2 separate regions of the Canis lupus genome follow, and region 1 is linked to region 2. Evidence: chromatin contacts called from public Hi-C data. All regions are on one chromosome and are shown on one strand. Each heading gives the region's core, a stretch centred on a gene start, on an enhancer-like site or on the middle of the called end of the contact. The rest is flanking DNA. Distances are from core to core; before and after follow the strand shown.

The links. Hi-C and Micro-C count contacts between places; a contact is called where the count stands out from the background.
Region 1: a Hi-C map of blood shows a contact between it and region 2, with 4 times the contacts expected there. The contact joins the promoter of TTLL5 here to the promoter of NEK9 in region 2. A contact is called at or near these places in 4 of 9 Hi-C or Micro-C datasets (amygdala, blood and skin fibroblasts).

The regions. Positions count from the first base shown.
Region 1 is chr8:48,962,731-48,970,486 of UU_Cfam_GSD_1.0, forward strand. It overlaps TTLL5 (tubulin polyglutamylase TTLL5), which reads left to right and starts at 3,742. Exons shown (of 34, transcript XR_005363557.1): 1 at 3,742-3,884; 2 at 5,389-5,557. ERG28 (ergosterol biosynthetic protein 28 homolog) reads right to left here and starts at 3,366. Exons shown (of 5, transcript XM_038545339.1): 1 at 3,211-3,366; 2 at 534-697. The coding sequence starts at 666.
Region 2 is chr8:48,533,051-48,540,773 of UU_Cfam_GSD_1.0, forward strand. It overlaps NEK9 (serine/threonine-protein kinase Nek9), which reads right to left and starts at 3,860. Exons shown (of 22, transcript XM_038545297.1): 1 at 3,499-3,860; 2 at 1,109-1,286. The coding sequence starts at 3,717. TMED10 (transmembrane emp24 domain-containing protein 10) reads right to left here. Exons shown (of 5, transcript XM_038545301.1): 5 at 6,658-7,723.

The DNA of each region.
Region 1 (7,756 bases), core at 2,492-4,991, 430 kb after region 2:
ATTTTGGACATCTTCTCAGGGACTCTTCAGTGTTTGGGAAGAGCTTGGATTGGTAACTCCCTATCTGCAGCATGGAATAAACCATGGCACAGCCTTGCTTCTGAAGAGGGCTGAGATCATATGAAAAGCTTTTTTGTCGCTTTCTAGTGGGGCATCCCAGAGTCACCAAATAACTCTATCTTCTCACTTATCCTTGTAATACATTTGTATTGTCTGTGAAATGTAAAGGACAGTATAACATGGATGAAAATGTATTCAGACAAGCTTGGGGGAAAAAGGGCCAAGTGCTATCCAGAAAGTCTATTATTCCAGTGGCTTTCCGAGTTAGCCAGCAGCAGAATCACCTGGGAGGTTACGAAAAAATAGACTTGGGGCCCCACTTGGTGTAGAAATTTCAGGAAATAAGTTTGGAGGAGAAAATAGGTACCTGTGATGTTTGCTTTTAAATTTCTTAGGTAGTTCTCAAGGATAGCCTGGTCTGGGAACCACAATTAGGCCACTCCCATACAGGATGCAGTTCTCTGACTTCTTACCAAGATCCGGCTTGCCAGTGTAGAGCTTTTCATAGAGAAAGGTGTGGTCTCGGAAGCTCTGCAGCGTGTTCCCTATGGCTATGATGGACACCATAACCAGCCAGCTTCGTAACACATTCAAGAAACGGCTCATGACTTCCCTCCAACCCGAGAAAGCTTTTTGCCTTGGGAACAAAGGCAAAAAACAGGAGACAGCAGTTAGTCTACTTCAAGCATAAGCTATCTGATTTGGGTAGTTAACTTGCGTCCCACTCATAAGTTATCTGGGCAATCATTTTGCGAATTCCTTTCCAAGTCTCTAAGGCCCATCCACCCTCAGTTATCTTAACATACTATTCTTACTTCACAGGGTTAGTTCACTGCCTTTGGATATTTGCCCTATATCGAAGGGTGCTAACCTGTACCTAGAGTAAAAAAGGCTAAATAACGCAATGGCTGGAAATGGTAAAGCCAGACAAAAATAATGGAGAAAAAAGGAAACAAACGAAAAGGAGGTGTACAAATATTACTATAAAGTAATAAAATGGATTTGTGTGACACTAAGAGAAACTGGTCTTGATATTTACTCATACTAGTAGCAGTGAATCAACAGTATACTTTGCAGTAGGTGGCACAGTACTTATTTTTGTCTAAGCAACTTCTCCACAATGGTAGCCTAAATCAGAACTGTTTTCTCTTGGCTGGAATCAGTCCTTTAATATCTAAACCCCTAGCCTAGTTTTTTTATGTCATTCTTATAATGCAAGTGGCGCAAGGTAATGATAAATCTACTAACATATCCGTCTAGCTATTGATGACAGACCCTTCTAAGCACAGGAAAGCCTTATACATTTGAGTGGGATCTATGGAGTGATGGCAATATTTACAGTCTCAGGTGTTCTCTACTCTGGTTCTCAGGTCACTCATGCTCCATAAGCTAGAACAAAATAAAAGTTAAACTTTTGTGACTTGAAAACAAGCATGAAAATTGAATGGAGAAGGAAACAGTAATGTTGGTGTTGGGTTGCAAGAGAGATTATGACAGGGTAGCCCCAGTGGCCCAGCGGTTTGGCGCCACCTTCAGCCTGGGGCGTGATCCTGGAGACCCGGGATCGAGTGCCACGTCAGGCTCCCTGCATGGAGCCTGCTTCTCCCTCTGCCTGTGTCTCTGCCTCTCTCTTTCTATGTCTCTCATTAATAAATGAATAAAATCTTAAAAAAAAAGAGAGAGAGAGATTATGACAGCTAACAGTTATCATGCACTTGTATATGCCATGTATATATTATCTCATTTAATCCCTAAACAAGGTGGGTAGGCACTATTACTATTTCCATTTGACAGATGAGAGTTGGCACGGAGAAATTAAGTGATTTGCTTGAAGTTACACAGCTTATGCGTGGCAAAGCTGAGATTCAAATTATGCTTTGTTGGATTCTATATTGCAATACTGCCTCACTGTTTGAGAATATTTTGATGAAGTTTCTATTCTCAAAGACTAAGTATACTATATACGCTTGTGCCTTGAAGTTGTATACAAAATCCAATTACGTTCTGTATTTTTTGTTTAAAAAAAAAAGCTTCCACGAATCCTTGAGGAGCAACGATTTCAATCAACTTGATTTAAATAAAACTCGTGGATAAAGAATTTAAGAACAGAACTACTACTTCTCATTTTCATTGTAGTTTTTTTTTTTTTTTTTGGTTGTTTTTTGCTTTCCCCACAGTTCATCTGTTGTAAGGTTAACTTCTTGGGCCTGAAGTGGTGATAAGTCATCAGGCTTCCTTTGTCACTCTGGCACAAGTTTCAGTATGATCAGCTGAAATCGATATTAAAGTCAGCCATGGCATAAGACAGTGTGAAGCACTAAAAAGAAAACAAAATAGAGAAACAAAAAAAGGAGCTCTAGAGGAGGAAGCAGGAATCCCTCAGGGAGGGGTAGATGACAACAATGGATCTTGTTGAAGTCCAGAGAGAACACAGCTTTATTGGAGATCAGAAGTGGTCATGGCATGGGCCAAGACACCCCCCCCCCACACACACACATCCTTATTTTCTCACCATTTCTCAATAGGAGACTCAGGCTTTCTCCTCCCAGGGTCAGAAACGCCTTATGGAGAGCCCCCTTCTCTGAGAGAACTTATGCCCATTTTACGGAAGCACTTAGAAATCCTAACAGATGGCTGATGAGGGCAGAGCCTGAGCACTCTTCCGATCTGCTCTACCAGAATCCTCACCCCCATTTGCCCCAAAGCTTTAGAGCCTCCGAGAGTACCCAACATCTGTTCTCCAATTTTGTCCTGGCCCGGCCCAGGAAAGGTGTGGTGTTAAAACTAGTCAGGAGGGAGGTTCCTACCCTTCCAACAATCATTTTGCAGCTGTGAGACCCTGCGTGAGAAATCTGCAAAATGGAGTTAAAAAACAAAAACAAAGACAAAAAACAAAAACCCATCTCAAGGGTTATTCCGTGAGAAGGTGAAGGTTCCTTGCCCTGGGCTCAGAGTAGCCGCTCATTCATCCATCCGCTCATTGGTTCCTCCAGCCTACCAAGCCCTTCTTCATCTTCACAGTCCCAGCTCCCCCGTCTCAAGGTCTCTCCAACCCTTGGTCTCGCCTCCATTTTTCCAGGCTCCCTGGATCCTTTCCGTCAGATGCCACACAAACACGTCCCCCCCTCTTCTCCTCCACATGGTCCGTACCTGGTGACCGGATCCCCAGCACAGCAGCGGGCAGCACCAGCGGGAGCCCCGGCGGCAGCAGCCAAGCTCCAAAAGCGGTCCAACGAGCGAGGAGCCCACCTGAGCCATTTGTCCTCGCCCCCGCCCACAGCCCGGCTCCAGGATTGGGTCGTTTCCGTCAGTCCTCGCTCTGATTGGCGGCTCCGGTTGTGCTCGAGCAGGAGATGGGGCGTGAACCCTCTTACTGCCAATCAGTGGTCGCCGATGCCCAAGCTTCACCCTGGGTACCGCCACTCGCGCCGCGGGGCCGTCCGGTTGAGCGTGGCCGAAGAACCCCGGCGCTGGAGGCTGGTGGAGGGAGAAAGAGCGGAAAAAAGAAAAAAAAAAAAAAGGAGTCGAGACTTTGGCTGAGAGCAAAGCTCTGCGCCCGCGCGGCGCGGCGGTGACGACATTCCTTCGCGCCCAAAGCCGAGTGACGACATTCCTTCGCGCCCAAAGCCGAGCGTTTTTAAGCGCGGGGTGGCGGGCGCCTGCGCAGTGGCTCCGAGCGGGCGGTTGCTGGTTGGTTGTTGTAGTAACGGGGGAAGCAGCGGTCGGCGGCGGCCGGGAGCCCGGCTGGGGAAGGAGGAGGGAGGTAGGCGCAGAGCGCGGTCCCCGCCGGCCGGCCGGCCCCGAGCCATGGGAAGATGAGCCAGGTAAACGCCTGCGCTGGCGCGCTCCGCTCCGCGAGGGAGGGGAGCTCCCGAGTCTGGGCGGGCGCCGGCCGCTGCACTTCCCTGTCGGGGTCCGGGAGCAGCTGTTGGTTTCCGGGCGCGCCGGGCTGAATCGCCGCGGCGGAGTCCCCCCTGCCCTCCCGCGGGGAGCATCTGAGGACCTGCCGGGGGTGGGACCGCGGGGCTGATCCCTTTAGGGCGGGGACGCTCCTCGGGCGAGTGTCCTTAATCTTCTTCGGATCGCCGTCTTCTCCGCTCGGCTGGCAGCCTGCAACGGGTTTGGCATCCCTTCCTCCCTGGGAGGTTTCGTGTGCTTTAATTTAAAGGACTTCCCTGGGTGGCGCAGCGGTTTGGTGCCTGCCTTTGGCTCAGGGCGCGATCCTGGAGACCCGGGATCGAATCCCACATCGGGCTCCCGGTGCATGGAGCCTGCTTCTCCCTCTGCCTGTGTCTCTGCCTCTCTCTCTCTCTCTCTCTCTGTGTGTGTGACTATCATAAATAAATTAAAAAAAAAAATAAAGGACTTCCCAACACTTTGGGAAAGATCGAGAAATCCCGTTGGGAATCCTCGGAAGGACATCTTCTTTGAAGTTGTTAGATATTGCCCGTTCCGCTGAGGATCTGTAGGGATCGTTACCGGGATTGCCAGGTTTTTTTTTTTTTTTTTTTTTTTTTGGTCTTGTAGACGATCTTTATCATATTTTGAATGTATAGAAAAATGAGATCTGCAAAGATAGACATCACATGGTTATGTCGGAGTAACAGGGTTATGGGCATCGAAACGTTTTCGTTTTCTTTACCTGTAATTTCAATCCCATCCTTAAACACAACGAACATGTATTTTTTACGGATGCAAAAAAAATATTTTAACTTGGAAATATCCTAATTTCAAGGTCTATTTGGGAGTCAAATCATAGTTTGTGATTTTCAGTAGCGGAGAATGATTTTTGAGAGTGTTTGGAAGGACAGTTTTGTTTTGTTTTCAGCTATTTATGACCTTGATTCAGGAGAATATACTAATCTTATAGTTTAGTAGTTAAATTTGTTTTAGTGAAGTATGAGGGCATTTCACCTGTATGCCTGTCCTAGAGTCTAAAGAAATATTTTCAAGCATTGTATATCTTGAGTTTTTATTCTTAAAATAAAAAAAAGCAAGTTTTTCCAGCATGGGGTCTGTCTGTTTTTGGGCAGTCACCCACCTACCTCAGACTTTCCTAAAAAGCTAATTTTTGTTAGTTTTAGTATATATGAGAAAATTGAAAAGCTCAAACTGAATAACAGCTCTTTAAATACATGAAGGACAGACGGTATGTTTGAAAAAAGCCTTGATTTTTGTGGCATATGAGAGGCACTGTGATAGAAGGTAAGCTTCTAGATGTTGCACACCATTTAGGTAAATACTCTTATTTGTTGCATGGAAGATCAATAGCAATAATCACCAAGTAGAAAATGGCATTATGTTTCACATCATTTGGCTTTCTTGCAGGAATCCGTGCCACCTAAATTGTTTGACCCAGTGAATCTTCAAGGAAAGGTCCCTGAGGCCCCCGTCTGCTGACTGCATGACAAACCCTAAAGGAAATGCCAGTCGTGATGGCCCGGGACCTGGAGGAAACAGCATCATCCTCAGAGGATGAGGAGGTGGTAAGCCAAGAGTAAGTAAGAGCAAGACTGCCTTGACCCTTTGCCTTTAGGGTGGAAAATAACTCTCTTTTACTTAAACCTTCTTTTACCTCATTCTTCCTTGGTATAGTCTGACTCTGGTTTTATTTTCTAGCCACAAACTGAACCAAGATATTATGAGTTGATCACCATTGGCTATCTGAAATGAGATAAGGTTCTGTTTCTGGGTTCATGAGTGAATCTTGGCTCTAGATATTGCTATTTGTGAACTCTTGACTGGAGCTCCTAACATAGGAGATTTTTAAATTTGTAGATATTAAAGCAAAGGAGGTCTCCAACATCTATGAGATAAGTTATTTTCTCAAACGCCTTACAATGATAGAAAATAGTATGTACCAGAATAACTGTGGGACAGTACGTTAGAATTCTATGACCTGTGCTGTGCCATTGGACCACATTGCTTTCCTGAGATCTTCTAGTTTTTTGATTGCTGGATTCTCATAATAATAAAAATGAATGATGGTAATAAGTGCAGCTTATCATTTAGCATAGATGACAGTAAGGGCTTTAACTGATGTGTCTCATTTAATCGGAGGATGTTATTATTCCCACTTTAGTAAGCTCAGCTTCACACAGATCAAAGAACTTTTTCAGGGGTTCAGAGAGTGTGAGTGATGGATTGAAATTCAGACCTGGTTTTCCTGGATTTTGAGGCACCTGCTATTTTGCCTCTTTGAACATTATTACTTGACACAGGGAACAAAGAGAGAGTCTGACTTAAAGTTAAGATTAGTTTTTAAGCTTCTCTGTGAATCCCCTTAGGTACACATGTGTGCTATGTAACCTGAAAAGTGGGGATAAAACCTCTCAGGCTGTTTTGTAGGGGTATGGTTAGGATCAAATAGAATGATATGTATGATATGTATGAAGCTTTATAAATGATGAAGTGCCATACAAATGTTAAGACAGTATTGTTACTAGCTTTAATATTGAATTTAAAGTGGATTTCTTATTATAAAGTAGAAGGTTACATTATTTAATGTAACTAGAAAAAATTATTGAAGCATTCATATAGCTTTGGGGAAAGGCTTCCATCACTGTTAGGTCATAGAAAATAATAGAGCTTTGACATTATATTTGGGTCAGTCTTATTCAGGATAATTAAATGGATAATTCCGTCTGATCACTTTATCCTCTTGTGAGTTTTTGCTTTCTGTGTGCTGCCTCTTCCCTATTTTACGAAATTTTTGATTTTTGCGAGCATCAGTCTAATTTCAGGATCATTCTTTTACTTCATGAATATTTTTTATTAGTGCTCTTCGGAGTTGGGCTTGATCTCACCATCCTGAGATCATGACTTTAGTGGAAACCAAGAGTCAGATGCTCAACCAACTATACCACCCGGGCACCCCGACCCTGTGGGGGTAGTCTTTGATTAGCACTTAAAAGTGGGGAATATTGGGAAGAATCATAGTGTCTGGACCACCACTGTGATGGGTGCCATCTGGCAGCTGATTGATTGATTGAGAGGAGAGCTGCCAAATTGTTGTCCAGCCTCATCACACCAGATGAGGAATACTGTGACCATAGGTAGTCTAGTGGCATTTAATAACTACCTAACTTAGAAGTATTGATAAATGTAAATGATATTTTGAGATATGTGCAACAACTGAAATATGGTATAAAAAATCTATAATGCAGACAGACTCAAAAGATACAGATAATGCTTTGTTGCCTATATTCATAATTGAGAAATGGCTAAATTTCTAGTAGAAGTTAGTGAACATACAGGTGTAATTCTAGTCCAGATTCATAGATTTTTTTTGCTCTTCTTCCTTTCAGACTCCTACTGTTGACTTTTGATTGTGAATGTTCCATCAACTCATGTCTTGTCTACCAGACACTTATTATATACATTAGGAATCTTAAGACAGTCTTGTTTACACTTGGAGTAATATGCTTACATTTTTAAAGTTTTGGAAGTTATAAGGCCTTAAATCACCTAAAGATGTATATCTATGGACATCTGCTAGATCTGCTCAGATCCCAAGGCTGTATTAAAGTGTTAATGCCTGGCAATCCTGGACTTTAGGACTAGAAACTATCCAGGCAATCCTTGTTTTGCATGGCATTATTTCAATAGTAAATTTAAAGGGACCCTTTTTCTAGGGGATCTGAAATATAAATTTATATATAGATGTGGAAAGACTTGATATAAGAAATCTTATATC
Region 2 (7,723 bases), core at 2,610-5,109:
GCCTACCTGCAACTATAACTGCCGCCTTAGCTCGTCTCAGTTTCACAATGCCTTTCCCTTTAAGTTAGTAACTCAATGTTTCAACAAATCTACCACTTGTTCTAGTCCCTCCTAACCACAAAGGAAGTTAGCTGCTTAGGCTTCTGCTATTTCAGAAATCTCTAATATAATCTTATACATTAAGGGTTGATCAGAACCAGCAACAATCACGGTACATAAGCCAAAAACACAAAAAGTTAGAAGTCTAGGATCTTTTTCTTAGAGATCTAAGTGAAGAATATGCTGGGACTTTTTTTAGCTTGTAGCTCAAGAAAGGGCTTTGAGCGTTCTCCTATGTAATAAGGATAAGAGCTAGTACAGTATGTATTAAAGATTTACTACTATCCCAAGAACTATGATAGGGGCTTTACATATTCATCTAATGCAACAACCCTAGAAGACAGATACTGTTTATTAGTAAATTCATACTAAGATGAAGAAGCTGAGGCAGAGAAAGTTTCTTGCAAAGTTACAGAGTTAAGAAGTACTGGAGCTTGTGATATGGGTTTAGAGTCTATATTCTTAGAACTGAGCTAATACTATCTACAAGCAAAATGGTCCAAAGAAATCAGAGACCAGATAAATTAAGGCCATGCTTTACCATGTGCCATTTTCATTCAGCTATGAACTTTAAACCACTTTTCAGTTGGATAACTTTGGCTGAGTTAAAATAAATAAATAACACTCATAAGATTTCATTAATATTACATCAAGCCGTGCCATGCCACATGTTTCTTAGTGCCTAGTTAGATGTCTAACACTAATGCCTAAAGTTAATTCATGTGAAAAAAACCTTGAAAAGTGAATGTGAAATTCAACTGAACAAATAATTTGAAGTTGGAACTATAAGCACAAGAATTTGAATATGCAGGGGAAAATCCCTTTCCTTATTTTGTAACTCACTTAAAAATTCTCTAAGAACTATTCTCTTAAACTATTTGAGTTATTTCCCTTCAACTCTAGAAATCCACTTAAAATTTTTAATCAATGTATATGCCTTTTATTTTTTTCTCCCCCTCAAGGTACAAGAATGTCTTGCCAAAGGAGGGCCCGTTGAATTCGACCTTACCGTTACAATATTCCAGCTCAATCAGCAGGGTGGTATTGTCCATGAAGTGATTGTAGTAGGCAATAATGTTGTCATGCTGCAGCAGCGCCAGAATAACAATCTCATTCAAGGCGTCACGACGTTCCTTCTCTGACAGTCGGATCAAATCAACTTCCTTCCACACAACCAGTGAGTCATCCTACAACACATTAATAGAGGTATTGTGCTTTACTCTTGCCTGGCAGAGAATGAATCCACACCTGGATCTGTAAGTCTAGAAAGAAAACTTCCTAGATGGGCAGAGACTGACTCCTTTTATTTTTTCCTTTAAAAAAAACAGGAACAGAATTTAAAGGTTCTTCATACAATTGCGCAAAGCACTAAGATGCTGTTACATTGCTGCTACACTTAATTTGCATGATGTCAATTTCAGGTAAAAATAGGAAAGGTAGATCTCTAAGATTCTATTGAGGGACATTATGACAACCTGCTAGTCATGATAAGCAGTAGTAGGGCTAGAATATTGGGAGAAATGGAGAGCTGGAGAGCATGGTTATCTATAGCTAGTTACAGTTCCTTGTAAAATGGTAATATTAAACTTATCTCTAATTTTATAAATTTAGATTTCTCTAGTGATTTCTGTTTATGGTTTCTGGATAGGAATAAGTGATGCCTAAGGGCTTAGAGTTCACTTCCCTCACCTGCCCTATGTTGCAACTCCTATAGCTCCTATAACTTTTGTGTCATGTGTTTCCCTCTATCCATGACAACTTATCTGCAGCTCCCAATATCCACTCCCTTTTACAACACCCAAATTCTTTACTGATACTGCTTCCCAGCCCTGGAGCATCCCCACCTAAATCATTCTCCTTATCCTTTAGAATGATTCTGCCAGAACTTTTAAACTTGGGGGTAAGGGGTTATCCTGATAAACCTTCTACTGTGCCTTTATTCAGTGCAACCATTCCTTCATTTTCACAACTTACACTGGTATGATATTTGTGCATCCTTTCTCATTTATATACACATTCAACTTAAATGCTTTAAAAAAAAAAAACTAATGGCCAACTTGTCTTTCCACTGAAATAAAACCTTCTGGAGAGAAAGGGCTGCTTCTAATTAAACCTTTGTAAATTCACAAACATCATAAACATTTGGCAATATGAACAATGGTCTGCCATTTTTGAGAAGTATAATCAAATTTTACATAAACCAACCTCAATAATCAAGTTCAACATGATGGAAAGGCATGGGAGAGGAGACCTGAAACACTGTTCTAGCCCAAGATTTACTTCTAAGTGTCAAGTCATTTAAATATACTGTCTTAGTTTAATTATAAAACAGAAACAGCAATGCTCATCTTCTCCTTCTCATGAGTACAAATAAGAAAAACAGAATACCAACAGTAACCCTAAAACTGTACATTAATGTTGCACTAAGATAAAAAAGAACAGGAAAATTTTCTCTTGCAACCACCCACTTCCCCTCCTCCAACTTTCGGCCTTAAAAACTATGCTAGCTTGGAACACACCCCAGAACTGCAAATGGATCATTTATGGGTGAATCTTCATCACCCACAGTCTTCAAGTTTAAGACTTTAGTGATAAAGTCCAATTGATGGTTAGTTTTTGGAAGTAGTGTCAGCACTACAAGGCTTCAGATCAGTATACGTTCTGGACTTGGGGGGTCAGTGATCTATGAATCTCTTCAAAGGATGTGTATATATGCAAAGCGGGGCGGGGAGGGACGGATTATTTTTACATTAGGTTTTCAAAGGAGTCCTTGCCTCCCCCTAACCCAAGTTAAGAAACAGTGGCTTAGAATATGCCAGAAAGGTATTTCCCATTCACAAACACAGATGAAGAAAGTGACGAACCCAAGGATCTTCTAAAAAATCTCCAACTAGGTGTTCATACCTGAATTTAAAGATAGCGGCAAAGACGGTGGAATTGCCACTAACGTGGGAATTTTGAAGCTATTCCCCTCCTCTCCACCCCGACCTCGGAGAGCTGTACACACGAGGGAAGGAAGTTTTGACAACACTTCACATTCGTATGCCACTTTAGTTTGCAAAGTACCTTCGATTCTCAAAATCAAACTTAAAAAAATAAAAGATTATTTTTAGGGGGGTTATCATTAACCCCAATTTACAGATGGGAAAACTAAGGCTCAGAGAAGGTTCAACGCTTTGCTCAGTTCCCCAGGTTCGACAGAAACCATCAGTCAGTAAAACCGGGGATCTAAACTCCCGGCGCAGGGGAGCTGGAAGAGTGGAGAAGACCCGGAGACAAACACCCTGCGGCCACGCAAACCTAAGTGACCTAAGTGAGGACGAGGGAGGCGCCAGCCTCGGGGCTGGAAAGCGGGGCGGCGAAGGAGGGGCTGGGGCGGCCGGAGCCGGGGGCCGCTACCTCTGTGCGGCGGTACAGCGTGGCCTCCCCGAAGGCGCCGCGGCCCAGGACGCGGATGGGGATGTAGTGCAGCTCCTCCTGCTCCGCCGCGCCGCCGCCGCCTCGCGGCCCGGGACCGGCGCTGGGCCCGGGGCCCGAGTCCCCGCCACCCCCGGACTCGCTCCCAAAGTCCGAGTTGATGGAGTCGCAGTGTCGCTCGTACTCGCCCAGCACCGACATGGTGGCGGCTGCGGGACCGGCCTGCGTGTCCCCAGCGGCGCCGGCCGGCGCTGGCCGCGCTACTGCTCTCCCCCTTCAGACGCCGGCCCGCGGCTCCGTCCGCCCCGCTACCCCGCGAGGCTCCATGGTGGCTCCTGCCCCCTGACCCGGAAGCAGTTCCGGGTGCTTCCGGCCCGGCGGGCTTTCCTCCGCCCCCGCCGGCCCACTTGCTGAGTCCCCGGCCCGGCTCCCCCCCCCCCCCCCCGCCTCCCTCCCTCCCTCCCTGCCGGCGGGCCGCGCTGGCTGGCCGTCGGGGCGGGCGGGCGGCCTGGAACCCAAGGGCTCTGGCGGCGGCCGGGGAGTCGCCGACCGGTCTGTGGACCCGCCCCCGATCCCTGGCCAGGATCCAACGGCTCCGAGGTCCGGAGGTCGCCCCGTCGCATCTCGGCGCCAGGCCTATCTCGAGCGCGGTGATTCCACGTTGGACAGTGCTCGTTGTTTAGGGAGATACTGAAGATAACTGTAGTAAGCGGAAATACTTGCCTCCTGTCATCTCAGCCCGTAGGCCCAGTCGTTGCTCCCAGAACCACCCTAGGTCCTTCCCTCTTCTATACAACTCCCCAAAATATTTTAAGTCAACTCTCTTTTCCCCGATTTAACATTCTCCTTCCGTGTATCTGTCCAAATCTTTGACCGTCTGACCTCTTGCAACATTCTTGGAGCACGGGGTGCCAGTATATTTGAAGGTGGGAAATCTACAAGAAGATGCTCTAAACCCTCAAGTCGCTAAGAGAATTGTAATACAGTGAAAAAACATGTTCCATCAGTTATTGACCTCGGGCAACTTTACATCTCCAAGCTTTTTTAAAATCTGTAAAGCTGTAGGAACATGACCTGTATCACAGAGTTAACAGCTAAGTTTTATTGAGTGTTTTGTTCCTAACACTGTTAAAGGTTGTCTTTCCTTGAGTCATCCCACTTAATCCTCATATTTTTCCCCAATCTACCGAGGGAACTGAGATAGAGAGATTAAGTAACTTGCTCAGTGTTACACAGCTAATAAGGGAAGTCAAACCCAGTAATCTGGATCCACATCTTTCAGAGAGCATGTCTTGAGAGTAAGAGAAAGTCATGTGGCTGGAGGCCAGGGTGTATGTAGGGCAGAAGCAAGAGAAGACAGGGCTTCAATTGTTGAGTTTGGCTTTCCTGTGGACAATAGAAAATAAATTGAAATTTTTAAGGAGGGGAGTATATGATTAGTGACTATCCTAATTTGCTGGGGAAGTCCCAATTCACGCCTTTTCCCCAGGCATAATAGAGCTTTATTTTGCTCAAGTGCCCAGCTCAGACAATAAACAACAGTCACTTTACATAAGACCAAAGATATATTTTCTTAAGAACTCTGTTAACAATGTGGAGGACAAAGGCTAGAAGCAGGGAGACCAGTTAAGAGACAATAAAATTCTAAGAAAAGAAGAGGCACTGAAGTATTTATCTATCAGTGTGAGTGGAAAGGAAGTCCATATTTGAGAAATCCATCTGAGAAACATTTATTTTTTAAGAGATTTTAATTACCTGAGTGAAAGATAGGGAGAGAAAGCATGAGAGTGGGGGGGGGGGGGGCGCGGAGAGAAGGAAGCTCCTGCTCAACAGGGAGCCTGAATTGGGGCTCAATCTCAGGACTCTGGGATTATGACCCAAGCCAAAGGCAGATGCTTAACCAACTGAGCCACCCAGGCATCTCCATCTGAGGAACATTTAGAACTTTATGATCAGTAGGGATGTGGTTGATGAGGTAAATAAATGAGTCCAGGAGATTCACTTCCTGATTTTTAATGAGGTGGATAGTGATTGCAAGGAGAGGATAAAGAGAATTGGTAGAATGGGGTAGGGGAGTTGTGAAAGATGAATTCACACTCCTTTGACCTCTCTACAGCTCATCAATGACCCTTTTATTTTATTTTATTTTTTTAATTTTTTTTTATTTATTTATGATAGTCACAGAGAGAGAAAGAGAGGCAGAGACACAGGCAGAGAGAAGCAGGCTCCATGCACCGGGAGCCCGACGTGGGAATCGATCCTGGGTCTCCAGGATCGCGCCCTAGGCCAAAGGCAGGCGCCAAACCGCTGCACCACCCAGGGATCCCTCAATGACCCTTTTAAAGTATGATATCCTACACTCTGCAAAACACTCCACCTTGGCTCTGGATTGGAATACAAAGGGACTGCTGTCTCCCTTGACCTGGATCTAGTACTTCTATTAGTAGGGGTGCTTAGGTGGCTCAGTTGGTTGAGCATCTGCCTTCTGCTCAGATTATGGTCCCAGGATCCTGGGATCAGTCCTCACATCAGGCTCCCTGCTCAGCTGGGGAGTCTGTTTCTCCCTCTCCCTCTGCCTGCTTGTGCTGTCAAATAAATAAAATCTTAAAAAAAAAAAAAAAAAAAAAGCCAGCCAGCCTGTGAATGTGCAAAGCACTTCAGGTTGACTCTTGGAAAGGAGCTTTATGAAAAATGTTCAAATGTAAGTAAAAGGAAGGAGAAAATGGCTGTGTTGGGTTTTATATAGATGTGATGGGCAAAAAAGCAGTCCTGAGAGGTTCTGAACTGGGAGGGGTATTTTGAGAATGGAGGGTATGGGAGAGGACACTCTAGGAATCATTCCAATAGCAGTTTCCAAGAGAAGCTACAGAGAATATTTGGCTTACAGAACCCTATTTTACCTTTCTGAAGATGTTATTGATTATTATTATGCTTATATACACATCATATAGCTTACATATTTATATATAAAATATAATAAAACTGTATTAGCTCACATAAACTTTATTCATCTCAGCAAATTATATATAACTTTTCTCTAATTTATATGGATAATTTGCCATACTTTAAAACTGAAGCATATGGAAGAATTATTGCTACTTCAAAGAGATACTCAAGAGTAACAGAAAAATACACCTAAAATGGTTTCTGCTAGCATTTATTTGAGAAAATTTACACAAAAATCCCCAATCCAACACTTACAAGTGAATCTGTAGAAATCCCACATGCCTCTATCCATTAAACAAACAGAAAAATGGCTTATGACAGGAGTTTATGACAACAGTATAACAGCACTTAAACTGTATCATTTCTATCTGTGTTATATATAGACTGTGTTGAAAAGGCTCAAAATGTTGGAAAGCAGGTAACATCCCCATTTTTAAAGCTTATTTGCTCTTGCACTAGCCTTCTATCAAAGGCAAATAATTTTTACTTTTTCAATAAAATCAAGGTGTTATCAATGAACTTTAAACTGAAAGCACAAATGTCTGAGTTGGTATTTCTGGCATGAGAGTAAAAGGGAAGGACATGGAAAAAATACCAGTTTCACAGAGTCACATCTGTGAACAAAAACATCAGTAAAATAAAATATTCTCCTCTCCTATCTTATTTGCCATTGTCAAACAGAAGGATATAATCAAGTGAAGAACTTTCATTGCTTCTGAAAAAGGGGAAAGGCACCAGTCAGAAATATGAAAGCTTCTTACTAGGCTAATGGTACAGAATAGAATTTGACCTTTAGGCCTCTAAGACTGCATCTGACCCACAAATTCGGTTATTCTCTTCCCTACTTGGATGTATCCTCTGTCACCTAGTAAATGTAATATCACAGGTGGACTTTCTCAACATCCATTGTCCTCCTTAATGGTGAGGATTTGGCTGCCAGGTTCTCAAAAGCTGTACCTATCAATTCCTACCAGCAGATGGCAATGTTACACAAATTAATGAAAAAACCATTCTGCCACTCTAGAGGAATTCTAGAGTCAAGAAGTCAAGAAGGTGGGAAGGGAGGGCGGGGCTTTTGGGTTTACAGTAGCTGGAGCATTAACAGAAGGCCTGAGATTTTAACAATGTAACTCACTCCCTCTTCTAATTTTGTAATCCTGGTCATCACAGCAGTGTTCTCCATTATTTCTAATATATTGCTTCTTAATTGCAAGCTATTTGCCCTAAGTCCTATAATTCTTGCCACTGCAATTAGACAAAG